Regions from separate parts of the Mus musculus genome. Here all the other regions are linked to region 1. A link is a contact called in public Hi-C and promoter capture Hi-C data. All regions are on one chromosome and are shown on one strand. The core of a region is the stretch at or near the end of the contact, and the rest is flanking DNA. Distances in the headings are between cores, read along the strand shown. Region 1 holds the start of Zfp317 (zinc finger protein 317). Region 2 holds the start of Zfp266 (zinc finger protein 266). Region 3 holds the start of Zfp26 (zinc finger protein 26).

Region 1 (4,140 bases), core at 957-3,456:
AAAATATTCCAGAATTTAGAGGGAAAAAGCCTCTGACATGTTTTGGGAAGATGGCTGGCATGAGCCTGAAATAGAAAAGGAAAACTTAACAGTAAAACACACACACACATACACACACACACACACACACACACACACACACAAACAAGCAAACGCAGCAAGAAGTTCCTAATGTCAGGAAAATGTGTCCTTTCTAAACTTAGTTACTACTGAAAAGTCAATTGTCCTAATTCCATTATGCTTGAAAAAAAACAAAAACAAAAACTCCATTATTTGCTTATTCACTCGATATACCAGCATTATATTGGTCAAGCACAAGATATTTCAATTCACCTGAAATACAGCAGGGGAAAAAAGAGCAGAAAAAAAGAAAACACAATAGAAGAGTACAGCAATACAGAAGGAAAAGAAAAGGACGATAAAAACAAACAGATGAACAAAATTAAAAACAACAAACAAAAAACAAAACACCTCCAGAAAAAGACAAGTTCCTTGACATAAAAATAGAAAAAATTCCAGCATATGGGAAGCCAATTTTACTTAAGAGTCAGAAGGAAAGCAGGGTCATCTATGATTGTGCTAGATAAACTCACTACCAATATTTCAAATCTCCATCCAAACCAGGATATAACAAATGTGTATAATTAAAAGGAAGCATATTTACTTATTTTAGTCAGGTGACAGAACTGCCTATGAACAACATCCAAATACTGTACTAAATTAGTAGAAATATATATTTTAGAAATAATCTTGATCTCAAATTCATAAAGTATAACAGCTTGAAGAAAATGTTATTGAAAACACAGGTAAGGAACAACAATATGAACCACAGAATTCTAAGGTGGGGGATAGGGGACTTTTGGGACAGCATTTGAAATGTAATGAAGAAAATACCTAATAAAAAATTAAAAAAAAAAAAAAAACAAGTAGAAAAAAGGTTGAGAGGAAAAAAAAAGAAAATACACTTAAAATCAAATTGCTCAGCTATATAAACAGATTAACTATAAAATTTAATGGCATAAAAATGTCAATATTCTAAAGACTAAAATACAGACCCAACACACCTTGGAGAGAGAAATGCAGCATCTGGGTTTTACATCTCATTTTAAAATATAAGGTGTGACACTATTGAAAAGTGACTACCTTTTGAGTTTAAGATACTTGGTGCAATGGGATACTTGGATCAGTAGAAAAATGATTTCATTAAAATACATAATAGTATTGGGGGAACAGCAAAATCCACATATTTCACTATAGGGGAGAGAAAATATGTACTATAACAAGAGCACACGAGTCTTTAATGATCTCCATCATAATCTAGCTTATAAATTCACTAAATGGTCATCGTTTTAATATTTTTTCATAATATAAAAATTGCCATTTTATTTAAAATTTAAGTGTTCAATTTCCCTGGCACCTATCATGTTCATTATTGTGTAACCATCATCACTAACTTCTAAAGTCATGTTTATTACTTACGGATACCATTGTCACCTTGTAGACTACAAACAAAAATTTGGCCTCTGCAAAAAACATAGCTATTGCTATCTTTAATTATCTTTAATTATATGTTTATTGAAGTTGTGGCTTTTATATAAAAGCTTGGAAAAATATTATGGAAAAAGTTCAAAGTATTTAATTAGATTAACTTTCAAATTAAATTACAACTATGTTTACAAGTAATTTATTCACATGAGGATTGTCAGCCAACAAACGCATAAAGCAACTGATGATTTAACATAATAGAAAAGGTATTAGGCAAGTTTCACAATAACAAAAAGAAAAAGGTGTGCACATATCAATGATAGTTTTAGGAAGGAAACCCATGCTAAGAGCAATCACTGTCATTCCGACACCCCTGAACATCCTGGTCTACATATTTTAAAACCTCTCCTGGGTCGCCAGGATGGGGACCTCAAGGCACGCCTCCTAAGGTTTCTGCTGTCCTCATCCCGGCCACAGCCCTCCGCTTCCTGGAGCTAACGGGTTAAGTGACGAACCACGGGCTTACCAGACTGAGGGTGGAATCCAGGAAGCGGAAGTCTCCGCGGCTAAGGCGGAAGAACTAGAAGTTCACGCAAGGCCCCGGAATGCTTCAGAACGCTTCGGGGAACAGGAGGGTCCAAACACAGGGGAAACCCCAACTATCCTTTCGCACATGTGACTTCCACTAGCTCCCCGAAGCAATGGCTTCTACTTCACGTCCGTCTTCGAAATCTCGCGAAACTTCATAAGCCTTTTATAACGTGAAACCTTCACGGCGTGCATCTTGGGAAATGGAGTTTGATAACCTTAATGAGCCGTGCATTCTTGGTGAACTAGGAACTCTCGCGAAACCGATTAATTGCTTCTAAATGAGATTGAAATGGTTTATGGGAAATGTAGTTTCTACGTTGGACGGCCCTGACAAGGGTTTATGGGAAATGTAGTTTCTAGTTGGACGGCCCTGACAAGGATGCTCAAGTAGAATATATATATGTGTGTATGTGTGTATGTGTGTATGTGTGTATGTGTGTATGTGTGTATGTGTGTATGTGTGTATGTGTGTATGTGTGTATGTGTGTATGTGTGTATGTGTGTATGTGTGTATGTGTGTATGTGTGTATGTGTGTATGTGTGTATGTGTATATGTGTATATGTGTATATATGTATATATGTATATATGTATATATGTATATATATGCTTTTTCCAAGTTCTAATTGCACCACATCATCTTATGGGCCTGCCTTCAGCTTGTTCTTCTTTCTAAGATCATCAACCTGAACCTGTTAGCAGTCACTCTTCCTACTTTAAATATTGTATGCAATCACTATAACCCATAACCCATACCTATACCCCCAAAACTACACTGCCTTACTTAAGATATTTAGACACATATTTAAATACTGAAAACACACCCAACCTAACCTCAAATATAGCAGCTTTATCAACTTGTTCGTTTCAAAATCGGTGTCAACACAAAACTACTCTTGCCGCAGATAAATTTGTTCACAAACAAATACCAAAGACCATGACCCAGAAACACCAACTGAGGGTGTGACAAAAGACAAATTTTTGCCAAGGAACTGCACACATGGGATTTTATTAGTCATAGAATGAAAAGAGTGAAAGATCAAGGCATTTAATAAATATGATGGGTGATAGATTAATATCTTGCAGAAAAGTAGGACAAAAAACTCTGCTGTGTATCTGTGTTGCTATCTATAGCATTGTAAGTTTTTAGGATTGATTAAGATTATTCATGTCTTAATAATATATGTTAAAGAATTTCATAAAGGTTGTTCAGCCAGATATAGGGATGGGCAATGAAATGAACTGAGGATACTGGAAATTGCCTAAGTTAATTTGATTTATGATAGTATTTGAACTTCACATGAAGTTATAAAGTTCTCATAACCATAGTATTTCTGCATTATCAACCTATCCTCTCAGCATGGACCATGAAAATCATGATACTATTAAAGATTAAAGAATCTTCAAAGTTAGTATACATTTGTATTCTCTTTTTCCTTTCTTTTCTTTTCTTTTCCTTTTTTTCTTTTCCTTTCTTTTCTTTCTTTCTTTCTTTCTTTCTTTCTTTCTTTCTTTCTTTCTTTCTTTCTTTTTTTTTGGCAGTAGGGAAATTTCAGATAGTAGCAGTCAACATTTTTATACTTCTATTTGTCAACCTGCATTCACTAATTCACAAAATATTACTCATTTTACCTTGAATGGGTCAATTTAACACTAGCATCTACCACACTGAGAGTCAAAAATGTTACCAGGTAGCATCTGAGACATACAGCAATGATTTCCAGGCTCTTGCTGTAACTCTGTTGCTGTTTGAAGGTAAAATTGTAGCCACAAGCTTATGTAGCTGACCAATACAGGGACATCTGTTTATGCAATCTGTGTAACCTTTAGGAACTGGAACTTTGATAGAGTCACTAGAGTGGGTAGGTCTTGAGGTTTGAGAGTCTGATTCCGGTTCCATTTGCTCAGTGCTTCTTAACAGCAGATGCAATATGACAAGCTGCTTTATCCCCTACTGCCAGGATTTCCCAACCAGAATGGACTGAATCCTCTCAAACTATAAGCCCAAATAACTCTTTAATTTTAAGTTACTTCTTGTTATTTATGTTGTCACAACAATAAGGTAA
Region 2 (4,140 bases), core at 971-3,470, 900 kb before region 1:
CAGGACTTCTGAAAGAGCAGTCAGTGCTCTTAACTGCTGAGCCATCTCTCCAGCCTGTTTATATAGTCTTAATGTATCGTTACCATATGACCCAGCAAGTCCACTACTAGGTAAATACTCAAGTGAAATGAAAACCCACGCAAAACAAAAAATAAATATGAATTACCATAGTGCTATTATTCTTTTGTTACAGCTTTTTGTTGTTGCTGTTTGGTTTAGTTTGGTTTTTCAAAACAGGGTCTCTCTGTGTAGCCCTGGATATCCTGGAACTTGTTCTGTAGACGAGGCTGGCCTTGAACTCACCCAAAAGATTTTTATTTATGTGTATGTGTGTATTTGTGTGGGTGGCTGCAGATTTCAGAAGAGGATCTGAGGATCCACTGGAGCTGCAGTTATTAATGGTTGTTAACTAAGGAGCTGCCTGACATGGATGCTGGGATGCAGGGATGCAAACTCATCCCCTAAGAAGGAGCTGCAAGAACTCTTAACTGCTGAACCATCTCTCTAGCCCCTTGCATGCTTTTTTTGGCTGTCCTAGAACTCACTTTGTAGACCAGGCTAACCTCGAACTCAGAAATCCGCCTGCCTCTGCCTCCCAAGTGCTGGGATTAAAGGCGTGTGCCACCACGCCTGGCCCCTTGCCTGTTTTTTAGTCAGCAGAGCAACAAGGTTTCATTAGGCATTTCTATTCATACCTTGTTTTGGTTGACTGTCATTTCCTTCCACAGTTCCCACCTCCCCAAAATGTACCCTTCTCTTCCTCCCAATTTAATGCCTTTATTTCTATTTATTATTATTATTGATGTATGGGTGCTTTTCCTGCATGTATGTCTGGGCATTGCATGCTTGTCTCATGTCCATGGAGAACAAAAGAGGTATCAGGTATACTGGAAAAGGAGTTACAGACACTTGTAGGCTGCCATATGCGTACTGGGAACTGAACCAGGGTCCTTTGGAAGAGCAACAAAGGTTCTTAACCACTGAGCAATCTCTCCAGACCAACTTCTCCATTTCTTTAAAACATCTTTTGATCTCCCATTCATGGTCCCCTTTCTAGGTTCATGTCTTATATTCACAGTCACAGCCATATGAGACACACACACACACACACACACACACACACACACACACACACACAAAGCTAGTATCCATATAGGATCCATGTGAAACTATGAAGTAGTTTATAACTCTTTCTGGCCTTGAACTCACAGAGATCCACTTGTGTTTGCCTCCTGAGGGCTGTTAAAGGTGCATATCACTATGCCTGACCTAGTTTTACTCTGAATTATTCCAAAAATAGAAAACACCCAAGCTGTTAAACTGTCTCTAAAAATTAAGTCGTTTGGGCCAAAAAGCTGGCTCAGTGGGTGAAAGAGAAGCTGACTTCCATTGCTGAAACCCATGGTGATAACGGACGCCTGAAAGTTGTCCCCTGACCTCCATACATTGCCATGTACATGCCTGCTTACTCTGTTAAACCATGCACACACATACACACACCCCATTATCACGAAAAATCAGGAAAAGATGTTAGGAACTAAGCATTTTGGATACAGGGTTTCATGTATCCCAGACAGACTGGCCTTGAATTTACTATGTAGCCAAGGATGGCCTTGAACTTTGTCTTCTTCTCCCAAGCACCACTAGTACCATCTACGGTACTGGCGATGGATCCCAGGGCTTCGTGATGCTAGTCCGGGCTCTACTAACAGCCCTGGGTGGTGAAAACGTGATGGAATCAAGGACTGAGGTGTTAGCAGAGTCCAGAGACACACAAAGACAGGTCGACATAAAGGTGTCTGGAGACAGCACTAACTGAATGGACCAAACGGATCATTTTTCCTGGGTTGGCAGATTGTGCAACATGGCTAAGGGCATCGCGAGCGTGAGGGAGAGGCGGGAGAGAAAAGCTTTTGTCAGCAGCATCTCCACCGGGGCGTCCCCACACCCATCCTCGCCCCACCGGTCCGCCATCAACCGAGGCGCACCCCGGCCTGGTCCCGCCTCTCGCCCCGCCCCCGCACTGCTCCCCCTTCAAGGTCTCGCTTCTGATCTCGACCTCTCGGCTCTTTTCCTGTCTCAACGCCCCTTATGAACCCACCCGAAAAAGGGTGCAACTGTCGGGACGCTGGAACAAACAAGTTTTTCTCTCCAGCTTGGAGAGCTCCAACGTGGCTGAGAACTCCGAGCCGGAAATGGAAGTGACGTCACGGCCAGCCCCCCCTTTTCTCCGAGCTCTGAGTCCTTCTCGGCGTTTGTCCGAGGGCTCTCCACGCAGCGCTCGGTGAGGATTCGGTGAGGAGCTGCGGGGGCGGCGCGGGGAGGGCGAGGACTCGGTAGGCCTGTGCGGGGAGGCGGGCCGAGCTCTGCTCGCGGGGTCCCGCGGCTTCCCGGGCTCTGCAGCCTTCCCGGGTGCCGCGGCCCGAGTGCGCATCCCGACTCAGCCCTGAGCTGTTTGCACCCACCTTTCTTCTAAAGCCGGTGTAAAGTAACCTTCGTGGAATTATTTTCCTCCCCAGAAAGAATAGACTTTTCGCCATTGGTATCACATTGAGACGCTGCATTTTCCATTCTTGGACCGGGCGATTCTGTTTGGGGGAGCCGAGCTTTGGCTGAAAGGTGGGTGAGGGCAGCCTTTTCCTCTTGTTTTTCTTTTTGTGTGTGTATGGAAAGGAATGCTTTATCCGATTATTTCGCTTTCGTGGGACCTATGTTTACCTGAGACACATTGCATTCTGATTTTTTTAAAAAGGCAACTTCGTTGTAGACTTTCGCAGAGTGCATTTATCTGTATATAAATATAAACGTACAAAGACCCGGGTCTTTGTGTTGAAGAAAAGTAAGGATAACAAGTTACTCTTGATTTGATGCTGGGGCCGCAACTCAGAGCCTCATGATGCTAAGCACTCTCCTGCTGAGCTACACCCTAGCCCAAATAGTTAGCTATTGTCTGAATGTTGTAGGCCTGTGCCTCCTTGCAGACTTTAAAAAATGGAGGCTTTGTTAGGTTAGTACTGATTAAACTGGTTGGTTTTTCAAGGAAAATTAAAATACAGTTTATGTTGAACTATTTGAGAATAGGTTGGGAATTTCAGGCATGATTTTTTTACATAACGGGGTAATACATTTTCTAAAAAAAAAAAAAAAGAAGATACTGACCCAGTAAGACCGTAAATACTGATCTTTCAGCCAAGATAATAAAAAATTAATATTATCTAATATCTTCTTTGTGTGAAATCAGAATTCTTCATTGTTATAAGTTTTTGGGTGTTTTTGCATCTAAGATCTTTTCAAAGTTTCTTTGTTTTTCTAATAGTGGGAATTGAATCTAGGGCTTTGTGCATGTTTAGTAAGCTCTCTTACTGAGCTATAAACCAAGACCTCTTTAAGGCATTTTTGCTGTTATTTAATCTATTTTAAGTTGTTATCTGTTTATGTGTGGGGTGTGGGTTTCTGCCTTGAGTGCAGTGCCCCTGGATGTCACAAAGGGCCTTGGCTCCCTACAGCTGCGTTACAGGAGGTTGTGAGCCACCTGGTGCGGTGCCGGTGTGGTGCTGGGAACCAGATCTCTGGTTCTGGAAGAGCCGTATGTACTTTTAACTAAGTCTTCAACCCCCATTTTAAGGTTCTTATATTGAAATTTTCAGATACCTTTTTAGGATCTTTGAACCTAGGGTAGGTCATGTTGTTTGTTATAGTAACTTTTTAAGGAGGTATGCATTTTCGCATTTCGATGGTTTGTTTCTGTTGGCATTTTTCTCCATTTAAATTTTTTTCTCCATTTTTGATTTTTTTTCACTGTAGACTAACTGATGCTTGGATTTCTGAGTGAAGTGGTATATAGCTCTTGCCTAGAATGTGTGAGGCCCTGGGTTTCAGCTTCAGCACACCAGTGAAGGGAGGTAGTGACAAAAATCTAGCTTAAGCCTGTTCTTACAGTCCTGAATAACTGTATTACCAATTGATGAGAGCTTTGGAAGTTCATACAGTCTACTGAGTTTTTGAGTTAATACACCTTTGTTATATGAGAGTACACAAAGGTAAGGTGTGTGTGTGTGTGTGTGAGAGAGAGAGAGAGAGAGAGAGAGAGAGAGAGAGACAGAGACAGAGACAGAGACAGAGACTGAGACAGAGTCTAGG
Region 3 (4,140 bases), core at 848-3,347, 840 kb before region 1:
CTCAATACTAATTCCAGTACTAGGGAGATAGAGATAGGCAGAGTTCTGTGTGTTCCAAGGCCTCAAGCTCAGCCTGCTTTACATAGAGAGACTCTGTCCCAACAACAACAACAACAAACAAACAAACATGGGAGGGAGAAGAAGGTACTTTTCTGTGAGTTTGAAGTCAGCTTCCTTTACATAGTGAACTCCCAGGACAGCCAGAGCTACATAATAGAGAGACCCTGCCTCAAACAGCCTCCCCAACTAAGAGAGAGAGAGAGAGAGAGAGAGAGAGAGAGAGAGAGAGAGAGAGAGAGAGAGAGAGAGAACATAAAAACTAAGACTTGTAAACTTGTAAGTATGTTGCCAAGCTTAATGATCTGGGTTTGATTCTCAAGACCCACGTAGTGAAAGGAGAGAATCGATGCCTGTAAGTTATTCTCTGACCTCCATAGTGTACCAAGGCACATGTGTCCATGAACACACAAAACATAGAAATGCAATAAAAGCTAAAAAGTATTTAGCAAGGTTTCCTGCAAAATCCCTAGTAAAAAAAAGGCCAAATGCATTTGCATATTTCCAACTGAAGTAAGCTGCTGGGTGGGCCACCTCTAGACTAAGAATGGCACAGAGTTCAACTGTGACTTACAGATGTTCCATCGTGGGCATCAGTGAGCAAATCCTGCAAGGGCCCCAGGTCTTATTTCAGATACTCAGGGCTAGCATCCAAGGCTAGCTCATTGTCACAACTCACCAAGACATTCAAAACCAATCTCAGGATATCTGTCTGCCAACAATTAAAGGTGGTGACAGACAGGCTAAGTCACAGAACACACACACACACACACATGCACACACACACAGAGGAAAGGAATACTGCATGGCCACTTTCATTCCTGGAGCAAACATAATATGAAGGTATAAAGCTCTTCTAGAGGGCCAGGGCTCATGCACACACACACACAGACACACACACACACACACACACACACACACACACACCCCTTTGTTTTTGTTGTTGGTCTCCTCCTCTTTCTTCTCTTCTTCCACAGGGTATCTCTATATACCAGCCCCTGGCTGTCCTAGAATTCACTTTGTAGAGTTGGCTAGCCTCAAAATCACAGATATTCGCTGGCTTCTGCCTCCTTAGTGCTAGATCAGTAGAGGACACAAAGTTTTATAGGAAAGAGATAGTACACAATCACAAGATACTGGTGTGGGCTTCTATAGGGCATCCCATTTAAGTATATCTTCAATGCATACACACACACACACACACACACACACACATATAAAATCTTGTGACTTTCTAAGTTATATTTCTCAAAGGATATAATTTATAAGGTTTAAAGATTAAGCATAGCTTAAAATTTAAATAACATTTAAAATTAAGTACAATATATTAACTTAATTTTTACTCTTACTGTTTACTCTTAATGAATATGTTTGTAAATGAAATTGTAAGATGGTTTTGTGAAGTACATTGTTCAGATTTAGGGTTGAGAGGAATGCTAATATAGTAAAATTCAAGACTATTGACATTTTGGCCCTAAGTAAGTAGAATTTGTCGCCTTACTATTTTCATTTTGTTTTGAGATGAGTTTTCACTTTGCAGTCCTGGCTGGCTTGAAACTTATTTTGTGGATCTAGCAGTCCTCGAATCAAGAAGATTGCCTGTCTCTGCCTCTGCGTGCTGTGATTGCAGGGGTGTGCTGCCATGCACTGATATTTGCTTTTAACATCTTATTTGAGATATCTTTATGAAAACACACATTTTTTCCCTCTGTATATGCAATTTTTGGCTGTATCAGTTGTGTTCACATTTTAAATTTTTCATCAGAAAGTCTCAGGGTGTGAGGCTTTCTTTTTTCATGTCCTCTTCATTTTCCCCATCTTTCTAGCTCGTTTCACTACCAACGATTAGAATTTAGCATGGTATCCAGAGAGTAAAGACTGAAGTGGTTAAATGGAAGCTATAGGCTGGTTCACAGACCTGGCAGTGCATCTGCCCAGGAAGTACAGGAACCAAGAGGAGGTAGGGAAGGAAAGGTTTGTGAGCCTCCTGAGACCCCGTACTTCCCGGTGTGTGTTTAACTTTGCACTGGGATTGGCCAATCGAGAAGGCCGTTCTCGCTCAGAAATCTTGTTCAAACTTCAATTTCATTCTTTGACTGGGCTTTTAACCTCCGCTTCAGAATCAATCGGCATCCAATTCCGGGGAACCGAAATTTCAATTCCGGAAGGACTCGGACACGGTAAACGGAAGTGAACCGCAGCTCGCCTCCGTCTCTTCCGGTGTGGCTTCGTGCGGCCCCCTTCTCTTTTTCTCGGTAGTAGCAGGCCGGCTGGGCGGGTTCTGGTGAGGCTAGGTAAGGGGATGGGCGGTGGCGGAGGTGGGGAGTGAGGCCTGGGTGTGGCCTCCATGGCGACTCCGCTGGTTCCCAGGCCGCGAGTCTCGCCCCGTTGCTTCTCAGAGGCTAGGGCCCTGCACTTCTCAGGTCCCGGCCGGGGGCCATTTCATCGGAACGATATTTGAGCTCCCCGTGCCTTCGAATGTAGCCCTTGCTGCCTCGAACGCCTTTAAGGTAATCGTACAAAATTTTTGCCTTCCAGAAAGAAGGATTTCGGCCGTTGGAATCTGTCTTCGCGCCCCATCGCTCCAGGAACCTGGCCATCCCGCTTCATTGTGAGCAGTGGGTGGAATTTGATGGAGCAGGAAAGTCCCAGGGTGAGGAGCTTCTGTCCGTTCTCATTTCCTCCACAGTCTCTCTCACTATCAACTATTAGAATTTAGTTGCTTTCGTGGAAACCGATGCATTTCATTAGTTCTTTCTGTTTCTCTCTCTCTCTCCCTCCCTTCTTCCCTCCATCCCTCTCTTGCACTCTCCCTTTCTCCTCTCCCCTCTCTCTCTCTCCCCCAAACCTCATGCATCCATTTTGAGAAAGTGTTAAATGCTCAGGCCATGCATATTTATCTGTTTGCAGACCACAAACCATCCCTTACCCCTTCCCTTCATCCCAACAATAAAGTATTAACAAGGGAAAAATAGGGAGTTTGGCACTCAAGGGATGGCTCATGAAAAACTGAAACTTGGGACTGGAGAGATGGATTAGTGATTAAGAGACCACATGTCATTTCTAGAGGATCAGATTTTAGTTCCCAGCACCCATGTTAGTGGCGTGTAACAGCCTGTAATTCCAGCTATCTGGGAATGGGGAGACCAGAGTCTCTAGGCACTTGCAGTCATGTGCGCCCCCCCCCCCTTAAATAAATAATAGAACTCTGTTAAGGAATGGGTGAGGCTTTATTTGATATGTTATTTCTCCACTGGTGAAATGAGCCAATTCAAGCCAGATTAGAATATTAGAGCAGGTTTATTGGGACGCTGCTCTCTGGTGAGTACATTGGCCCCAAGGATAGAGGCCGGGGAAGTCATTGTGTGGAGTGGGGATTGGGGGGTGGGCAGGAGAAAAGGCATCTGTGGGCAGAGAAAGAAAGTGGGGGGGGGGGGGAGGGAAGGAGAGAGAGAGAGAAAGAGAGAAAGAAAACACAAGAAAGGGGAGACCAAAGTGTTTGGTTTATATAGGGAAGAGCCTTTGTGGGAAGGGCAGCCCAGTCCCTGGCCTGGAAAGTTCAGGGTTGGGCAGGGAATGCCAGGTAGGAACTGAGGGATTCTGGGAGAACCTGGAGGCCAGGTCTGCTTTGGTGTGTATGATATGTACCTCAGTCCCTTGTCTCCGTCTGAAGCCAAACAGTATTTTTCTAAAGTCGTATGATATTTGAACATAATGCTTTTCTCCTGGTTGGGTAGCATGTTTCAGGAAAACTTAAAATTTTTACCTTTTGTTTAATTGCAGGAAAAAATGGGTTTCATTATATGTTCATGCATGCACATTGTATATTTCGATCGTGTACTCTGTTGCCTCTTCTTATCTTCCCTTTTGTCAGATACTCCCTCATATAGGTTTATTGGGGCTGGAGAGAGATGGCTCTGCTTTTAGAGCGCTTGTTGCTCTTGCAGATGACCTGGGTTTATAAGATGGCTCACAACCCTCTGTAATTCCAGTTCCACAGGATTGGACACCCTCTTTTGGCCTCTAGGGCCATCAGCCTCTCAGGTGGGCACATATATACATGCAGGCAAAACATTAGGAAAT

What was found. Promoter capture Hi-C pulls out the DNA fragments that hold promoters and counts their contacts. Hi-C and Micro-C count contacts between places; a contact is called where the count stands out from the background.
Region 2: a contact with region 1 is called in a Hi-C map of B cells, with 11 read pairs. The contact joins the promoter of Zfp266 here to the promoter of Zfp317 in region 1. A contact is called at or near these places in 1 of 484 Hi-C or Micro-C datasets (B cells), 5 of 115 datasets of contacts at active chromatin or transcription factors (the 230-238 cell line, astrocytes, embryonic stem cells and 2 more) and 2 of 9 other capture datasets (adipose tissue and liver).
Region 3: a promoter capture Hi-C map of pre-B cells shows a contact between it and region 1, with 9 times the contacts expected there. The contact joins the promoter of Zfp26 here to the promoter of Zfp317 in region 1. A contact is called at or near these places in 13 of 39 promoter capture datasets (the 3T3-L1 cell line, the C10 cell line, the HPC-7 cell line and 6 more), 2 of 484 Hi-C or Micro-C datasets (cortical neurons and spermatogonial stem cells), 4 of 115 datasets of contacts at active chromatin or transcription factors (astrocytes, embryonic stem cells and memory CD8 T cells) and 2 of 9 other capture datasets (adipose tissue and embryonic stem cells).

Annotation. Positions count from the first base shown.
Region 1 is chr9:19,620,157-19,624,296 of GRCm38.p6, reverse strand. It overlaps Zfp317 (zinc finger protein 317), which reads right to left and starts at 2,206. Exons shown (of 9, transcript NM_172918.4): 1 at 2,012-2,206.
Region 2 is chr9:20,519,499-20,523,638 of GRCm38.p6, reverse strand. Zfp266 (zinc finger protein 266) reads left to right here and starts at 2,220. Exons shown (of 9, transcript NM_001082485.1): 1 at 2,220-2,295; 2 at 2,520-2,619.
Region 3 is chr9:20,458,117-20,462,256 of GRCm38.p6, reverse strand. Zfp26 (zinc finger protein 26) reads left to right here and starts at 2,097. Exons shown (of 10, transcript NM_011753.3): 1 at 2,097-2,312; 2 at 2,596-2,710.